4 separate regions of the Mus musculus genome follow, and regions 1, 2 and 4 are each linked to region 3. The links are chromatin contacts, called in public Hi-C and promoter capture Hi-C maps. All regions are on one chromosome and are shown on one strand. Each heading gives the region's core, a stretch centred on a gene start, on an enhancer-like site or on the middle of the called end of the contact. The rest is flanking DNA. Distances are from core to core; before and after follow the strand shown.

Region 1 (3,121 bases), core at 378-2,877, 1.3 Mb before region 3:
TGTGGTGGTGCACACCTTTAATCCCAGCACCAAGAGGCAGAGGCAGGCAAATCTGTGTTTGAGGTCAGCCTGGTCTACAGAGCAAGAGTTACATGACAGTCAGGGCTACTGAAACCCTGTCTAGAAAAACAAAAAGAATGTACCAAGGAGTGAATTCAGCAGGGCGTAAACTCAAGCTTTGGGTTTGAAGCACTGGCAACACGGCTGCTAAACGAAATGAGGAACAGAGAAAGGGGTGGCGGCAGGTAGAGCAAGCTAAAGGAAAGTCTGGGTTTAAGTTCCTGCTGCAACACTAAATGTTCTCAGTCACTTACTTACCATCTATCTTGCTAGACAAAGTTGAGGAACTCCAAAAGCACTGTGTAGCTTTTAAGTTTGGGGAGAATTTCTTAGGGTCTACAGACTTTATGCACGTAGAAACTGCAATACTTACTCGGCCTCTGAAGCTGTAGTTAGCTGCTCTAATACAGCATCTGGAAGCAGCTTTCTTTTCTTTGGGGATAAAGACATTTGATGACAAGTTAAAGTGAGGTACAGGTATGCCTGGAGATAACTTCTAACGTTACTCATTTCGAACAGTCCTGAATTCGGGCCAATCTGTGAATACGTCCCTGCTGCCTCTAAACCGACAACATTAAGACTGGATTTAGAAAGCCCAATACAGGCCGGACATGGTGGCGCACGCCTTTAATCCCAGCACTCAGGAGGCAGAGGCAGGCGGATTTCTGAGTTCGAGGCCAGCCTGGTCTACAAAGTGAGTTCCAGGACAGCCAGGGCTATACAGAGAAACCCTGTCTCGGAAGAAAAAAAAAAAAAAAAAAAAAAAAAAGAAAAGAAAAGAAAGCCCAATACATTCCCTGTCATTTTACCCAAAGTAGCTCAACGTTCAAGTATCCCGGCTACTAACTGAAAGGTATTTAGGTATGGCCACTCGAAATCAGATCTCTGGGGTGCGAAAAAAGAAATCATTAGCTCCAGCCTAGAATTTTAAAAACTCAAGCAAACCTCACCACCTCTGGAAGCCTGTAAGACCTACTGTCAGGGATAGATGAGTGTCAGTGCTTCCACGCCTACTTTGAATTACGGCAGACTCCAAGAAACGCCAATGGCCCTTGCACCTCTCCAGTACCCTATCCTTTAAGGAGCTTTTAGCAAGGGAACTCTAGCCCCGGCCGAGTTTACATAAGCGACAAGTCCCGCGTCCAACCTTCTGTTCGATGAACAGCTCCTCGCGCCGTTTCCTCTTCTCCTTCAACAGCGTTTTATCCCTGGAAGGAAAGGAGTCGGGTCAGCGCCGGCCGAGCCTGGGGAGTCCCGAGGCGCCAACATTCCCGGGCGCTGCACCTGCGAGCACTCGCGCGCACGCGCAGCTCCTCCTCCCGGGCTTCCGCCTGGGCGCTGGCGAAAGTCAGCTCCTCCGGGGCTTCGTCGTCCGCGTCCTCCTCCTCGTCCAGGGGCTCGGCGGCCGCGCCACTGCTAGGCTGCGCGAGCAGCAGGCCGTGCTCCGCCTCCTCCTCCTCCGAGGCCGCCTGGTCCTCGTCCACCATCGCCTCAGCCGGCGCGGGAATACGCGACAAGCGGGGCCGGAGCTGCACCATGGCAAACGGAAAGGCGGCTGTCTGACCCTTGACCCGGAAGCAGCCGTGCGCGGTGCGCGCTCTCTACGCCCTCTGCTGGTTCGGAGGCCGCGAAACGTGCTGAGGCGCGTGCGCGGGAGGGCGGGGCTTTTCATGGCTGAGACGGGGGGGGGGGGTAAGAGGGCGTGGTTTCGTGCTGCTAGGTGTCGCCGCCTTTTTTTTTTTTTTTTTTTTTTTTTCTCCCCCAGGTTGCTTAGATCTATGGAACAGAGGCAAGGGTATAATAAATAACGAAATAAATGACCATCGTTGCTTGTGAGATGCATCCCTGTATGTATTGTGTACGACCCACCCCCATCACCACCCCCACCCCCTCCAACCCTTGCAATCCTCTGCCCATATATTTTTTGGGAATACATGGCCCACGTGATGTCTTTTACCAGCTATACAGTAGGAAATGATTCTTCATTCCCTAATCTATCCGTGCACTTGGATGAGCTGTCCTCTCTGATATGTGTTCCCCTACGCAGAACGGTTGACTTTCAACGTCCCACCCAGAGACCATGGCATGTTTAGTTACACTATTCTCTAAATACTCAAGTCACCTGGCTGTTGCTTCTACCATTCTAAAGTCATTGATTTCTAATGTCACACTATATGTTCGACAAATGGTTAGTTAACATATATACTTCCTACTTCTAAACCTTATCCCCCCCCCCCTCTTGTTTAGAAGCAGTTTCCAATTTAAAAAGAACAAATAAGTGTGGATAAAAAGATCAAAACAAGGCCTGTAGGTGGTGGTGCATGCCTTTCATCCTAGTGGTGCGGGGCAGAGGCAGGAGGAACTCTTGTGAGTCTAGGCCAGCCTGGTCTATGGAGTGAGTTCCAGGAAAGCCAAGGCTACACAGAGAAACCCTGTCTCAGAAACAAAACAAAACAAGAACTGCTAGAGACATCGTAGGCAGAGAAGGATGGGGAGGGTGGCTCTGAAACGTCTGGGCTCGGTCAGATAGAAAATACAAATGAAAAACATTCTCTGAGTCCGGCAGAGTAGTGCACGCCTGAAATCCCAGCACTCGGGAAGCCGAAGCAAGAACATCTTAAAGTCTGGGCCAGCCTGAACTAAAGTGAAACCTATTGCAAGAAAACAAATGTTTGCATCAGCAGACCCCTACAGTAACTAGCATTGAGAGAGGTTAAACTGAAGCCCGGTGACAACCTACCAAAAGCATGTGATGGTCCATACGTGTAGATGCCGCATTAAAGTGTCACAGAGGGCAGGAGAGACGGCTCGGCAGTTAAGAGAACTTCAACTTACTGCTTGCTCTTCCAGAGAACCTTAGTTCAGTTTCTAGTACCTATGTCAAGCAGCACACAACCACTTTTTTTTGTTGTTTTGTTTTGTTTTGTTTTTCGAGACAGGGTTTCTCTGTGTAGCCCTAGCAGTCCTGGAACTCACTTTGTAGACCAGGCTGGCCTTGAACTCAGAAATCCTCCTGTCTCTGCCTCCAGAGTGCTGGGATTAAAGGCGTGCGCCACCACCG
Region 2 (3,162 bases), core at 207-2,706, 1.3 Mb after region 3:
AAATTAGTATCTTGAAGATGCCCACTGTTGACCTATGTATATAGAAAAGAAAGATGTTACATAATTTGCATGGGTTTATCATCTGCATTGTGCTTAGTGGGTAGAAATAAAGTTTCTTGTATTAAATGCAGCAGCAGTACTTTTGTTGTTATGGTGGCAGGTACTTCAGGATTCTGGGCACCACCAGAGGATGATGCTATATAAAACTGTTCTCATTTCTAACCCCCGAATCAGTATATTGTTAGCTAGTTTAAAGTTTCATTTTTGCATCTGTGAAATCTTTGTCATGTCAAATTAGATGTGTAAGGGATAAATGTTAAGAGGTACTCTTTCCAAGTCGACATGATAATTGGCTCTTTTATTAGTAATCTCTCCCGAGTTCGTTTAACTCCTATTGTCTCTATTAGCCTCCCCAGAGCTATTAATGTCACAAGTGATCTATCCAAAACCTAGAGGCCCTCACCTCCCCATACAAGTAGAATATCCCTATTTAAAGGCAAAACAAAACAAAAACATGAGAGGTGCTATGATGAGACTGTGCATATTATTATATGTCTCTGTGTGGAATTTTAAGATACAAACGCATTGAACTTAAACGGTTGTAGGTGCATCTGAATTTCATGTGTTAAGAAATGAACCCCTTGTTCTGATGGTCTTGAATTTGTTTTCTAACAATGGTAGATCCAACAATGAAGAGCTTATGGTTTTAACTGATTATATATCCTAACCCCCATCCCTTTGAAGGGGCTTAGACAGACAGGGTTCATTTAGTATTTGCTCAACAAAAGGATGCATTCCTAATGTTCAACTGTAGGCCTATTCTTGAGTCCTGTTCACGGGCTTGGAATGATCTCCAAAGCCCGAGTGTCTTTTAAATGGAACATAAGGGTCTATTGATGAAAGGACGGACGTGTAGTGTGTGATAACAGAATCCACCACTTGCTAGCTTACTGAAATGTTCATTTACTGGCTGCTGCAGCAATCGAAACTGTCTGCTGGTTTTAACAGCAATTTCTTTTGGCACTGAGCCTTTCGCCAGCAAAACCCCCACTACACCAACCCTGTCTCGGGTTTACACATAAAACCCATTCGTTGCCTCCCTAAACCCAAGCTCCTGCATCACTTCGGAGCCCTTTGAGAGCCTAGGGGGTCGCGACAGCATCAGCCATCTCTAGACAGCTTGCTGCAAGGGTCAGGGCAGGATGCCGCCTCGGGATTCCTGAGCTGAGCAGCGCTCGGTCGGTCCGCCCCCCACACGCGCCCGCATCTGTCTTCGCAGGCCCCGTGTCCCTGTCCAAGTCCAACAGCAATGCTGTCTCCGCCATCCCTATTAACAAGGACAACCTCTTCGGTGGCGTGGTAAACCCCAACGAAGTCTTCTGTTCAGTTCCGGGTCGCCTGTCGCTCCTCAGCTCCACCTCGAAGTACAAGGTCACGGTGGCGGAAGTACAGCGGCGCCTCTCACCGCCCGAGTGTCTTAACGCGTCGCTCCTGGGCGGAGTACTGCGGAGGTGAGGCTCGGACCGGCCCCGCCCCGCCCCACCCGGCCCCGCCCCGCCCCGCTCCACCCCGGGAACCCGGCCCCAGTGCGCCTGCGCTGGGCCGGTAGCTGTACTGCACGCGCGACGTGAAAGGGGCGGAGAGAAAAGAGTGGCGCTTTGTGGGCGTGGCTGAAGGCGGGGGTGGGGTGTGAGGCAACGCGCCTGCGCACTCGGGAACTCCGCTTTCTGCAGCACGCAGGCGCAGTTTTCTACGTCTGGGGCTCAGTCCCAGCCTTGGCAGCCGTGGGGCGCCGTGCTGCTGCCTTTTCCCTGGTTGCGCACAGGTTACAAGCTCAGAAAAGCTTCCGGGCTCCTTGCTTTGCCTTACTACACTGTAGGGTCTTGAGTGGAGATTTAACAGACAGGTTTTCAAGTAAAGAAAGAGAGTGACTTCTGCTTGCTGCGTGCCTCCCATCCCTGGTTGCTGGCACTTCCTGCCATAAGGAACCTCTACCTCCACTCCAGTCTCTGTACGGGGGGGGGGGGGGGGGGGGTGTTCTTTTGACGTTCTGATTTGCTGTGATGTGTGACAGGTTTCTGTTCATTATATGTAGTCGCATCCATTAACACAGGAGTCTCACCTCTCTGAAGTGAGTGAGTCCTGTTTTTCACAAGGGCCAGGGAGGTAGAGTCTAAAGAGAGAAAAGTTTCAGAGCCAGGTGTGTTCTTAGGGATCTATCCAATGGTGTGAGTTGTAGGCCTAGTATTAAATTTGGCCAAAGAGTATGTCTCTTACTCTCCTCTCTACAAAAGACCTGTAATTCGTTGTCTAACTTTATTCCTGTATATTAATAACTCTCAGTTGGGCCTTGGTGGGTATGGCCCACCTACATACTCTAAGAGGGTTTTTGCAGAGTTAATACCAGCGGCTTTCCTTAGTTATCTTTTACTGTCACAGATCTTTCTCTGCCCTCTGCTTTTTCCTCCCCTCCCCCCATCCCCAATATCGGAGACTGCTCACCTATGGGAGTATAATCTAATCCACACAATTAAAGACCCACTTGAGTAGGGAATAAAATCTGAAATTAATTAATTTGCTGTTTTATTTAAACAATTTATCTTAACCACTTTCTGATTATGGGAGTCTATTTAGACATCTATTTAGAAGTGACTCCATTGTTTCTGAAATCAGGGAAAAATTTTGAAGGCTGATATCAGCCATCAGCCTCTTGACATTTCCAGTTATGCTCCTGACATGGCATGTAAACACTTGGCAAGGTGCATTTCCCATTGGGATCAAAGCCAGGACATGAAATGAGAGCGCGATGATAACTTTGGTCACTGGGAACAACCTAACAGCAGATCTTGTGAAGACAATTTAAAGACCCCACTGGGCTTTGCTGGGATTATAGCAACAGGGAAAGCAACACAGTTATCAGTGGAACTCAGGAATACCTCCAACTCTTGCAATCAGAACTGTGTGTGTGTGTGTGTGTGTGTGTGTGTGTGAAAATGGAAAGTTCCCAACCTGCCACAATAGTTGCAATGACAACTATGCCTTTCATCTTCCATGATCTTTCTATATAGTTCCTTCTTGCTCTCTCTTTTCCTGCCTTGGAACCATGACCCTCAGTTTTTAAGAACACATTTTAGAAAGTGTTCAGAATGACTCTGATGTGAC
Region 3 (2,826 bases), core at 188-2,687:
ATAAGAAACAGGACGGTCAATGATGGGTGAAAGATAGAGCTCCTCAACTCCCCCTACCACAGAGGCATCAGCTATAGCATCCAAAAAGGTTTTGACTGCACAGAGAATTTAAAGATAAAGCTGTAAGTGTTCCGTTCCGTATTAAAACTAAAGCTTTTAAGCGGTCACGATATTACGAAGTTTTTAAAGCGTGAACTCGGATTGTAAGCCGATCACGTGACCTCCCACAGCTCCCAAGCTTAAATGTTAAAATATGCAAATTCCCAACCTGTAACAGCTTTGTGCGACCCGGTTTTGCAGCCTCCAGCCCCCCTGTCCCTAGCTGTCCAGCCCACATTTAAATCCGCGGTGGAGAAGTGGTTATTTTCAAAGACGACAGCACCACCGTGGCGACTAGGACCAGTGATCGACCATTCTTTCTCGAGAAAGAAATACATACTACAAGGTGCAAAAACAGGACACAATCAAAAAAGCGTAAAGACAGTCACAAGGAGAAAAAACATGAATGAATGTGGAGGGCGGAGCCTGGGAAAACCCCTCTGCAACGCTGCACTGAACAAAGCGCTTCGCATGCCAGAAGGAGGGGGGAATGGAAGTGCCAGCTCCGGAAGGAGCCTAGAGTGGATGCGGAGAGCAGGAGGAGGAGGAGGAGGAGGACAGAGTCGGCGAGAGCAGCAGCCTTGAGACTCCTCCTCGCGCCAGCCTCGCCACAGCCCCCTCCCCTCTCTAGCCGCAACTCCGGCTGGAGCCCGACCCCGCGGCGAGCCCAAGCCGCCCCGCGCCCCTACCCACCGGCCCCGACCCACCAGCGGCGGGCGCGCGCCCTACGGGGAGGGAAACTACCCAGGTGGCCCGGAGTAAACAGGCACTCCGGGCAAAGACCGAAAGGGAAAGCGAGCCACAAAGCCGGGAGGTGCGGAAGCCGCGGCCTGGTCTCCCGCAGCCCCGCCGAGCCCTCCTGCGAGAAGCGGCCGCGGCGACCAGGAGGCCGGCCCTCCGTACCTGCTGGGCTCGCAGGACCGCAGCTCCCGCCGCCCGTGCGGCCAGGACCCGCCGAAGTGGCAAGCGGCTCCCGCACGCAGCATCCCCTCCGCAAGGTCGGCGCCGGCACACGCGCACACACTCACTCACACGCACACCCGCGCGCCCGCCCGCCAGGGGGAGGTGGTCCCGGCCCCCGCCCCCCGCGCCGCGCTCTCCCGGGTGCAGCGCCCCCACCGCCGCGCCCGGCCCCGCACCCGTCGGGAACTGCGCTGCACTTGACAACCGGGACATCAGCACAAGCGGAGCCTCCTCCCGACGGGCACCGAGGCGCGAGCTGGGCGCGGGAGGGACCGAGTGGAACCCGGCGGGAGAGCGGCCTTTACCTCTCCCGGGTGTCCGTGAGGACGGCTGGCAGCGCGAGGGCGGCCAGGGCGAAGGTCGGCGGCTTCCCCCCGCGCGTGGGCGGGGCAGCAGGGGATCCCCGGGGGCGGCGGGGCGGGGGCTGCGGCGGGAGGGCGGGCTCCTGTGAAGCCGGCCCGGGGCCCCCTGCCGCCCCGCCCGCCCGCCCGCCCGCCGCAGGCCCCGCCGCGGGGACCCAGGACGCAGGAGGAGGCGCGGCCCGAAGGGCGGGGCGGGGCGGGGCGGCAGCGGAGGCGGGGCTCCGCGGCCCGGGGAAGCCCGGCCGGGCCGCAGTCGGGGGCGGTTGGCCCGGGAGGAGGGGCGGGGCCGGGCGGGGCCGGATTCTCTTTACCGTCTTTTGACTTTCTAGAGCAGGCTGTGGGCCGGCCCGGTGACGTCATGGTGTCTCCCAGCCCCGCCCCTCGCCCTGGCCCTGGTAGGGAGGAGGAGGAGGAGGAGGACCCTGGAGGGAGGGGGGACCCCAAGGGGGTTTCCTCTGCTCCGCGTAGAGGGAAGGGGAAAATCATAGTGAAACTTGAAACGCATTAACTTTAAAAAATAACTTTTAAAAAAGAGAGAGAGAATGAAAGGGGGCTGGGTTGTTGACTTGGAGGGTCAGAGGGGACGTGTTATTAAGCCCTAAACTGAAACCACTTTTTTGGTGGCGGATGTTCTATTAAAAGACCGAGGAAAGCCAAGGTTATTCCGGAGAGAGCCGGTGCTTCCCAGAGCCTAAGCAGCGGCGAGCGCAGTTAACCCCTCCTTAGCTGCCTGTCAGCTGGGGACTAACCCGCGAGGGAACTTTGGAAGCCGAAGAGGGGGTGCGGGGCGGAGCCACCCAGCAGGCTTCTGGAACTCTGGGGGAGTGAACAGGGAAGACAGACTAATTTATTACAAACCAGAGTTTGACCCCGGCTGCTAGAAAGCGTTAGAGAACGGGAACTGGAAACTTCTGGAAATATCAGGAGAGCTGACTCTGGGGAACGAAGCAGGTTTTCAAGGGTAGGCATAATACTAGCAGTTTGAACTTAAAAATTACACGCATCCACAAAAAAAAAAAAAAGCCGATAGAAGATTGTACGGGCCACCTCAAAGTTGGAAAGAATAAGGTGTTAAAAAAAAAAAGGCGCAAAACAAAAATATTCTTTGTTAAGCGATCATACGCCCACTAACAGCTGACCATCTGTGCAAACTTGTTTTGCTCCCTTAGGCTTTCATAAAGATGTCCAGGTCGTTCCTGCTAACGGTTGACCCCTAAAATCCCCCGAGGAAGTCCTACCTCTAGCTTGCTGGAGCTAAGAAAAGCACAAAGCCCCAGAATGGAAATTATTAAAAATGGAATACTTGGTAATGGCAAGCTTAGAGCCAAAAATAATGTTTTGCAGAGGAAGAAAATATGCCTACCAAAAAGTAAATTTGGTCATAGGAGCAAAGATTATGCAG
Region 4 (2,916 bases), core at 239-2,738, 1.3 Mb before region 3:
TGCACGCCTCCTTTTCCTTAGGCACTTCTCAGCTAACCATCAGCAGGCATATCTTGTCTGCTCTTTGTCTGACCCTGTTCAGGTTGTTGCCAATCCCGGAGCACTTTGTCCTTTTTAATAATGTCGTCCTGAGGTCAACTTTGCCTCCTCCCATTGCCACATCAGCCTTTGTGTGTGTGTGTGTGTGTGTGTGTGTGTGTGTACAGCTCTCTCCAAGAGCCCCGTCTCTGTGCCAGTTGTTACAGTTGCTTTAAACACTCGGATGTATCATGTTTTCCACGCTTATGTTGAAGCAGGACACGTGTCTCTTCCTCTGAGTGCTAAAGGCCAGGGATGAACATAATAGACAGTAGTAACCTCACCTTTCCAGAAACACTGAGCTAGAAGAGCAGGTCCACTTGCCCTTTGGCATTGACTCCTCCCTCCCAGTACGAAGAGGGCACAATGTGACAGGTGGTGAATATCCATCCATTTGTGTACTTAGACAAGTGCCTACTATCTCCTTAGGCCCCGTGATAAGTGACGAGGATATCTTGAGCCATCAGACGCTCACTCAGTCACCACCGCAGTTAGGGCTTTCCACGCATCTCGGACTGATGGTCCCCAGCATTCTGACTGCAGATGTATTAAAGGCCAGGAGAAGCGCTGTGCCAGGGAACTGAAGCTGACAGAGGGCAGTGGCCAGGAGTGGCAGGCAGCCAGAAGTAAACAAGGAAGACCAGACTCTAGACACACGTGCCACAGCCACTGCGGAGTCTGGGTGAGGTCGCCCATGCCACATGGGCACAAGCATGGAGTAGGTGACCAGTGGAGCCTCCTCAGGAGTGGAGTTGGTTTGGGATTGGAGCTGGCACACTTGCGAGTCAGAACTCTAGGGGTTCAGCGCCGAGATGCTGGTGTCTGCCTTCCGATCCTGGCACTGTTGTTCATGTGTGTCACCTTGAGCAAGTCCCTTAACCTCCTCAGAGCTCACTTTCTCATCAATGAAACGAGTTTCCAATAACCTCAGGGTTAAGTGCCTGGACAGCTTCCTAGAGCAGTGGCGAGCACAGAAAAATATCCGGGAGAGGAGACTGTGAACCACGCTGCTCACACTTCGTGGGGTCCTCCGGCCTCCCCGGGGTCTTAGCATCCGCCAATCTTTTCCAAGGAACCCAGTCCTAGCCTATTAAGGGCGCGCCCTGCTTTGATAGATTTATTTGCTTGCTTGGGCGGAGCTTGGAGCACAACGAGGAGGAGGCGGCCGCGGAGGCGGAGAGCGCAGAGAAAGGGAAGCCACCCGGGGGCAGCAGGCGAGACAGGCGGGGCCGGGGAGGAGTCAAAGCGGGTTCCAGGGGCCGGGCGCTGAGCGCAACGAGTGCCTTGGGCGGCGGAGACAAGGGCGGGGGCGACGCTTGGCGGCCAATGGAGCACGGCGCTACCGCAAGGGCGGTGCAGGAACCCCGGCCGCTGACAGTCAAAGTCGCCAACTCCGCCCTCGTACCCGCGGGATCCCGGAGCCGGAGCCCGAGCCCGAGCGGGGCCGAGGCCGCCCAAGGCGCGCTGCGAGCGAGCGAATATGGCAGCAGAATGAGGAGCCTGGCGCCGGGTGGTGTCCGCCGCTGCGGTGCTGCTGCTCGGGATCGGCGCCTGGTACACTACGAGCCTCATCCTTAGTCGGCCTCCGGGTGGCCTCTGGGTTCCATTCGTTACCAAGGACTTGGGGAAAAAGAAGATCCGCAGCCCACAGAGGGTGGTGAAGCGGGAGCGCCATCCGGGAGAGAGATTCTGCCGGGATGAGCCGGCCATGGGGCGGCCTCCGCGGGGCGCACGGAGCCGGCCGGCGCTGCGGCGGGAGCGCTGCCTGAGCCCGGGCTCCACGGGGCTTCGGGGCCTCGTGCGTCCTGGCGGAGTCCCTGCCGCTGTCTCCGGGAAGGACACGAGCCCCGAGTGGCGGGCACTGCAGCAGTCACCGCGCTGAGGCTCCCGGAGCCTGCAGGGTCTGTGGTTCGGTGCGCTGTCACGCCACCGCACTCGGGCGCCTTGCCCGGGGCTCGGCGGCTAGCGCAGCGCAGCGAGGTCGGTCGAGGAGCCGGGGACTGCGGGACCGGCCGGAGAGGCGTGTGCGCCGGTGTTCGACTGGAGATCCCGGCAGCAGCAGAACCGGGCGGACCTGAGCAGCCATGCTTCCCGGGGTGGGCGTGTTCGGCACCAGCCTCACAGCCCGAGTCATCATCCCGCTGCTGAAAGATGAGGGCTTCGCGGTGAAGGCGCTGTGGGGCCGCACGCAGGAAGAAGCCGAGGAGCTGGCCAAGGAGATGAGCGTTCCTTTCTACACCAGCCGCATCGACGAGGTGCTCCTGCACCAGGATGTGGACTTGGTGTGCATCAACCTGCCGCCGCCGCTCACTAGGCAGATCGCTGTCAAAACCCTGGGTGAGCGACCCCTCCCCCAGCCCTCTCTTCTTTAGCTCGGCTCTTCGCTTCTCTCCAATTGGACATATCCCAGGAATCCCAAACCCAAGCTTGTTAGTCCCAGCTTTCCCCTTTCCAGTCGGTGGCCTCCCCCACCTCCACGCTTCGCTCCTGATACCAGCTGGAAGCGCATCCCCACGTGTGTGGTGCGGAGGCTAGAATAGGCTTGGATTCTAGGTATAGGAACCGAATGGGTCAGATACAGAAGACCGGTTGCTGTTCCAGGAGGGAAACTCGGTACCCAGCTGTATACGTTAGTTAGTGCTCTGGTGTGTGGGTGCGCGTGCGTCTGGAAAAGGAGAGCGCGTGGCCAGGAACCCTTGAATAAAGGGCCGCACACGTGGTGGCAGGGTTTTTCCTGGGTGTACCTGTTTGTGAGCAGCTGTGGCACCCAGTTTGGATCGTTTTGTTTCCCTCCACAGTAAGTGAGTTTACTGTGAGATTAGAGAACTGACAGCTGGC

Evidence for each region. Promoter capture Hi-C pulls out the DNA fragments that hold promoters and counts their contacts. A called contact is a pair of places that touch in the nucleus more often than the background predicts.
Region 1: a contact with region 3 is called in a promoter capture Hi-C map of pre-B cells, with 2.6 times the contacts expected there. The contact joins the promoter of Nol7 here to the promoter of Hivep1 in region 3. A contact is called at or near these places in 2 of 39 promoter capture datasets (liver and pre-B cells).
Region 2: a Hi-C map of the G1E-ER4 cell line shows a contact between it and region 3, with 5 times the contacts expected there. The contact joins the enhancer-like site here to the promoter of Hivep1 in region 3. A contact is called at or near these places in 1 of 39 promoter capture datasets (hippocampal neurons) and 1 of 484 Hi-C or Micro-C datasets (the G1E-ER4 cell line).
Region 4: a contact with region 3 is called in a promoter capture Hi-C map of pre-B cells, with 2.9 times the contacts expected there. The contact joins the promoter of Gfod1 here to the promoter of Hivep1 in region 3. A contact is called at or near these places in 2 of 39 promoter capture datasets (neutrophils and pre-B cells).

The regions. Positions count from the first base shown.
Region 1 is chr13:43,396,882-43,400,002 of GRCm38.p6, reverse strand. Nol7 (nucleolar protein 7) reads right to left here and starts at 1,627. Exons shown (of 8, transcript NM_023554.2): 1 at 1,345-1,627; 2 at 1,208-1,268; 3 at 434-492. The coding sequence starts at 1,598.
Region 2 is chr13:40,721,440-40,724,601 of GRCm38.p6, reverse strand. Tfap2a (transcription factor AP-2, alpha) reads left to right here. Exons shown (of 7, transcript NM_011547.5): 4 at 1,280-1,511. Among named protein-coding and RNA genes, the nearest start is that of Gm26688, 4.8 kb to the left of the region's middle. Within about 2 kb of position 1,456, at least 262 of the 459 cell types and tissues checked have an H3K27ac peak or open chromatin away from gene starts, as enhancers often do. A contact at or near this core is called in the G1E-ER4 cell line, where this site is marked.
Region 3 is chr13:42,050,632-42,053,457 of GRCm38.p6, reverse strand. It overlaps Hivep1 (human immunodeficiency virus type I enhancer binding protein 1), which reads right to left and starts at 1,437. Exons shown (of 9, transcript NM_007772.2): 1 at 1,368-1,437.
Region 4 is chr13:43,302,744-43,305,659 of GRCm38.p6, reverse strand. Gfod1 (glucose-fructose oxidoreductase domain containing 1) reads left to right here and starts at 1,488. Exons shown (of 2, transcript NM_001033399.4): 1 at 1,488-2,415. The coding sequence starts at 2,163. Gm52047 (a long non-coding RNA gene) reads right to left here and starts at 176. Exons shown (of 3, transcript XR_003950636.1): 1 at 1-176.